Linked DNA regions of Pan troglodytes: region 1 is linked to region 2. The links are chromatin contacts, called in public HiChIP or PLAC-seq maps. All regions are on one chromosome and are shown on one strand. Each heading gives the region's core, a stretch centred on a gene start, on an enhancer-like site or on the middle of the called end of the contact. The rest is flanking DNA. Distances are from core to core; before and after follow the strand shown.

Region 1 (2,700 bases), core at 54-2,553, 1.1 Mb before region 2:
TTCAGTCTTTGCATCTTCACGCGGGTCCGCCCCAAACCTAGAAGAACGCCCCTGACCCCTTCTTCTTCTATCTACTGTTACTCCTTCCTCTGACTCTGGTGACCCCATCCCGGACGCCTTCCGGAAAGCGCCTCCCCCTTTTCCACCCCATCGAGTTGGGGTTATTTCTCCTTTTCTGGGCTCTCTCCCATTGCTGGGGAGGAAGGCGGATACGAAGGGCCTGCATGACCGCGGCTGTCATCACAGTGGGCCTGGCTTACCTTGTTGCTCTCTCCCCTTTTGCCTTTCTCCTTTCTCCCTGTTGCAGTCATGGACTTCACTCATAATACATATACATATACATATGCATATGCACATGCACATACACATACACATACATATACATATACATGTTTTTAAATCGGGCAGCCACCCGCTCCCCGCCCTCAGCCCGGAATAGGTTCAGAGAGGTGCCCGGGTTCACTTGCGGAGCGTGTGGCCTCTGCGCCTAACGCGCGCCCCTTCACTACACGAATGGGTGCGGGCAAGGGTATAGGATTTTAGAATTCCAAGAGTTGTCGGGGGTCATCCCGTGGAATCCTCTCTTTTGCAGATGCTCTTCCTGGAGTCTTCCGATGCAAGCTCTTGGGCTCACGCAGCCCTTTTCCTCTTCTAAGCCCAGAGCGCTTTCGCTGCTGCTGAGCTCCACGGCCTCGGCAGATAGGGAGGGGCAGGCAGGTGTCAGTGTCCTCCCTTTCACCGTTGGGGAAACTGACTCAGAGAAACAAGGCGAGGGGCCTCGGCGGGGCGGGACCGTAACGGGAATTCAAGGCTCCAGGCCAGAGCGGAATTTATTGTGTCTGGTTTTGGGAAGCGTGAATGTGAAATGATCGACTTCGGAGCCCCAGGCGGAGACCCTTCAGTCCCCGACAAGAATCGGGATGGGGTCTGGGATTAATGCAGTAATTACTCGCGCCTGGGCATTGACCCCTTGGCAACTTGGCAAGATCCGGCAGGGTCCACCGCCCTTCCCTTCACAGGGTGACCACAGGGCTGCGGCCTCTTTAAGGCCCAGCGCTCCGCCCCCGGCTCGTCGCCAACCCCCTCGCCGCAGCTCAGCCAGTTCCAGACTTTCCTCAGAGATGAGGTCATCTCCCCGTTGCCCATTGGCTGCGCCGTGCCGTCAGTCACAGGAAGTCAGGCCGCCGTCTTCGCCTTCTTCATGCCGCTTCCTTCTCCGCCCGCCCCTTAGTCCGCAGATCACGACCCGATCAGGCCTCTGATTGGCTAGCGCCGCCGTCACTTCTCCAGCGGACAGTCTTCAGGACGGGAGGCGGGCGTGGTGGGCGGGCCCGCAGCTTCCGTGGCTGAGAGGAGCCGGCGGCGGCAGTGTCTGTGGTGGCCGCGGCGGCGAGAGCGACGGTCCCATCTTTCCCACCCTCTCGGTTGCCGCTGGCCACACGCCCTCCGCTGGCGGCGACTTCTCAGCTCCGTGCGCCCGGGCTGGACAGTGAGCCTCGAGAGGAGACGCGGGCGGCTAGAGCCGGAGTGGGGCGAGCCGCGGAACCCGGCCGGGAGCCGCGCGAGGCGGTGAGTGAGAGTCCGGGTTGGGGACCCCTCCCCCACCGCGGCCTCGCCCCGCCTGGAGCATCCTTTTTCCCCCCCGACCCTGCTGCGCGCGTCCTCGGGGGGGTCGGGCGAGGCGGCCCTCGCGTCCCCGGCCCTCTTCTCGCCGGCCTTCTGCCCCTGCCCTCGGGGCCAGAGTCGCAGAGCGGCGGTCACTGTGCCGGGGCTGGGACCCGGGCCGGGGCCGGGGCCGGGGCCGGGCCGGGCGGGCGCGGTCGTGCACCTGTGCACTGCCTGGCAGGGCTGTGCTGCGCGGGGCGGGGAGGCACGGAGGTCCTCGCCCTCGCTTCTCCCGGGATGTGTTTTGATTGCAGGGATGGGGTGTCGGCCGCTTTCTCTGGGGTCTTGTGCAGACCTTCAGGATCCAAGTGCAGTCCTTGGGATTCCCAGGCAAGGAGGCTCAGCTGGACTTGTTGGTGCCAGTATAGCAAACCTGAATGCTGCCAGGTGTACAGGGCTCTGCAAATCTGAAACTTGATGGCCAAGAACTTTACCTCCTAAGAAAGCGTCTGTCAGGACGCTGATTGCAGTCCACCCTCCCCGCTTCGGGTACCTTTGATACTCCATAGTGCCTAGGGCTGGACCTTTTGAGTCGACTCCCAAACCTGCCACTTGCTAGCTGTGTAATCTTGTGCCTTGGTTTCCTCGTCTGAAAAATGAGGATAATAGCACCAATCGCATACAGCTGTTTGTTGTAAGTGTCGAATGAAATAATTCACGTGAAGCGTTTGACACAGTGCTTGGCCCATAGTAAGGGCCCAAGAAATGTTTGCTTTTGGGATGTTGAGAATGCCTGGTTTGCCTGTGTGCCTTTAAGCACTAGCCCAGCTAGGCATTGTCAAGATTTCTCTCTGTTGTCTCCCTGTTATGCAGCATAACGAAAGGGCAGTTGAATGGTTAACTGCTTGCCAGCCTCTGTTTGGCATGAAGTGTGTGTATATACAGGAATGTGGAATACATCACTTAAATATAATAATGGAATTACCCCATGCTTCATATGTTTTTGCATAGTTTTAAACTCATAAGACGTCTGGAATGTCCCCGAGTTGCAAGTTTTTGAGATCTTTTCAGGGTCCTTTCTACATCAAGCCGAAG
Region 2 (2,700 bases), core at 52-2,551:
GCGGCCAGGCTGCCAGTCTTAACTCCCACCCCTGACTCCACCCGTGTGACCTTCGCCTCTCTGTGTTTGTTTCCTCGTCTGTAAAATGCAAAAGACAATTCCTACCTGGAAGGGTAGGGGGGATAAACAAGTTAACAAATGTAAAGCACGTAGAACAGCACAAATGCTTGAGTTTGTGTTGGTTGTTATTATTACTATCTAGCCGATGGAGCTTAAACGGTGTGGTCTATCCCGGAGGACGAACTCCAGGTCCCACACTCTGTGGTGTCAAGTACACAGAAGGCCCTCAGAACCCGGCTGAGTGAACCCAGTGGTCCCTTCTGATTCACCGTTCACTTATTGCGTGTCTTCTCCATGCCAGGTGCTGGGCTGCCAGCTGCAGATGGAGCAGCGAACAAGCCCAGGGCTCCTCCCCCAGGTAAGCAGTGTCACTTCTAGGCCAGAGGGGCTCAAATGTTTTGGTCTAAGAAGCTTCTTACATTTAAAACTTCAGAATCCCCTCACTCCTGTAATCCCAGCACTTTGGGAGGCTGAGGTGGGCGGATCACTTGAGGTCCGGAGTTCAAGACCAGCCTGGCCAACATGGCAAAACCCCGTCTCTACTAAAAATTTTTTAAAAAGAAAATTAGCCGGCCGTGGTGGCGGGCGTCTGTAATCTCAGTTACTCGGGAGGCTAAGGCAAAACAATCGCTTGAACCCGGGAGGCGGAAGTTGCAGTGAGCCGAGATCGCTGCACTCCAGCCTGGGCGACAGAGCGAGATTCCGTCTCAAAAAAAAATTTAATTTAATTAAATAAAATAAATTTTAAAAAATTCAGGATCCCAAAGAACTTTTGTATGTAGGCAACTGATATTTGTCATACTAGAAACTAAAACAAAAATTTTACATATTCATTAATTCACTTAAAATGACAATAAACCCATTGCTTGGTAACATAACGTATTTTATGAGAAATAATTGTAGTTTTCAAAACAAAGATATGTCTTTAATGTCTGGCTTAAGGGAAGACAACTGGATTCTCATGCCGCACTCAACCTGTGCGATACCTAGTGCTGGTTGAAGTATATGAAAAACACTCCGCCCTGTCCCCATCCTAGCCCGCCACGGAGCCACGAGACCCGAGAGGATTGGCCAACCCGGCGGAGCAGGTTGCGGACGACTTCCGGGGAAGGAGGGGACTGAGCGCCAGGAGCCAGGTAGATTGGGATTGAATAACACATGTGTCTTTCTGCGCCTTGGACCCGCCTCCAGTTTCCGCCCCTTCTTCCGCTCAAGTGTAAACCCCTAACGCATGCGTCCTAAGAAAGATGGGCACTTCCGCCCATCCCCCTCCGGAACCCTCTGTTCGGGCTCGGGTTTCCACCGAGACGACAGGGACTGCCAGGTCGGAAGTAGTGTGAGGCTCGTGGGCGGAGCCAAGCGCCGCCATGTCCGCCGCCCTGCTGCGGCGTGGCCTGGAGCTGCTGGCGGCGTCCGAGGGTGAGGAGGGCTGGCCAGGGGACGTCCGGCGCGGGCAGGAGGATGGCAGTGGCTGTGGGCGGGAGCCCTGGATGGAAAACAATCCAGGCCGGGCTTAGCCCCAGTGGCATGGGAACGCTGCGCGCCCTCTGACCTGGGTCTCTTCCTCTCTCTTCCCCTACAGCCCCCCGGGACCCTCCAGGTCAGGCCAAGCCGAGAGGGGCTCCGGTGAAACGGCCCCGGAAGACGAAGGCAATTCAGGCCCAGAAACTGCGGAACTCGGCCAAGGGAAAGGTGCCCAAGTCGGCACTGGGTAAGTTCGGGAAGGGGCTGAAAGTGCTGCCTCCGGTGCTGGGACCTGCGCCCCAGAGGAGGTGGCGCTTGAGGCAGGGCTTGAAGCGTTCGCCCGGTATTGCTAGACCTACTGTGTGCCAGGCGCGGAGCGGGGCCCTGGACATACGAAGGTGACAGAACACGCCACCGTCCTGGTCCTCGTGGACTACGGCCCTAGTGGGGAGAGAAGCATCAAAGAATATCAAACCCAGTGTGTCATTGCTAAGTGCATTGAAGCCTATGAATTAAAAGACTACGGTACTCTGATGGGGACTTAGGCCAAGTCAGCCTTCTCTGAGGAAGCGACATTTCAGCCGAGAGCTGAAGGATGTATAAGAGTGAGCTAGGTGAAAAGTAGGAGAATATTCTAGGAAGAATAGTATGTGCAAAGGTCCTGAGTCAGAAAGGAGGTTGTTGCCTTTGAGAATTTGAAAAAATAAAGGCTGGTAAAGGTGACCTAGTGAATGAGGATCAAAGATGGAGCATTTAAACACATTCACTAACACTCTGTACCAGGTGCTGATTCTAAGTGCTGTACAAATGTAAGCTCGTTTGATCCTTACAGCAGCCCTTTGAGGTCGATACTACTATCACCCCCGTTTTACAGATTCAGAAAAAGGCACCTGCCCAGGTGGTACAGGCATTGTGGCTGCCCAGGCATTGTGTCTCCAGAGTGCTGCTATTACCTACTCCATTGAAATAGGACATGCTGTGGCCTGGGCAGTGGCTATAGCAGCAGAGATAACAAGAGAATTGTGCAGGTGGAAAATATGTTGAAGAGGGGGCAGCAGAGAATTTCAGCCTTTAGAGGGGTTTTAGTGGTGAATTGGCTGTGAAGGTGGAGCCTAGTTTCTTGGGGGACGTAGTGTCACTTAATAGACATAAAGACTTTTGGAGGGGCTGGTGTAG

The links. HiChIP or PLAC-seq counts read pairs in DNA pulled down with a chosen protein or histone mark.
Region 1: a contact with region 2 is called in an H3K4me3 HiChIP or PLAC-seq map of stem cell-derived excitatory neurons, with 12 times the contacts expected there. The contact joins the promoter of MRTFA here to the promoter of RPS19BP1 in region 2. A contact is called at or near these places in 1 of 7 Hi-C or Micro-C datasets (stem cell-derived neural progenitor cells) and 1 of 1 datasets of contacts at active chromatin or transcription factors (stem cell-derived excitatory neurons).

What each region holds. Positions count from the first base shown.
Region 1 is chr23:42,630,676-42,633,375 of NHGRI_mPanTro3-v2.0_pri, reverse strand. It overlaps MRTFA (myocardin related transcription factor A), which reads left to right and starts at 1,303. Exons shown (of 14, transcript XM_016939226.4): 1 at 1,303-1,569.
Region 2 is chr23:41,529,572-41,532,271 of NHGRI_mPanTro3-v2.0_pri, reverse strand. RPS19BP1 (ribosomal protein S19 binding protein 1) reads left to right here and starts at 1,301. Exons shown (of 4, transcript XM_515142.6): 1 at 1,301-1,479; 2 at 1,643-1,771. The coding sequence starts at 1,428.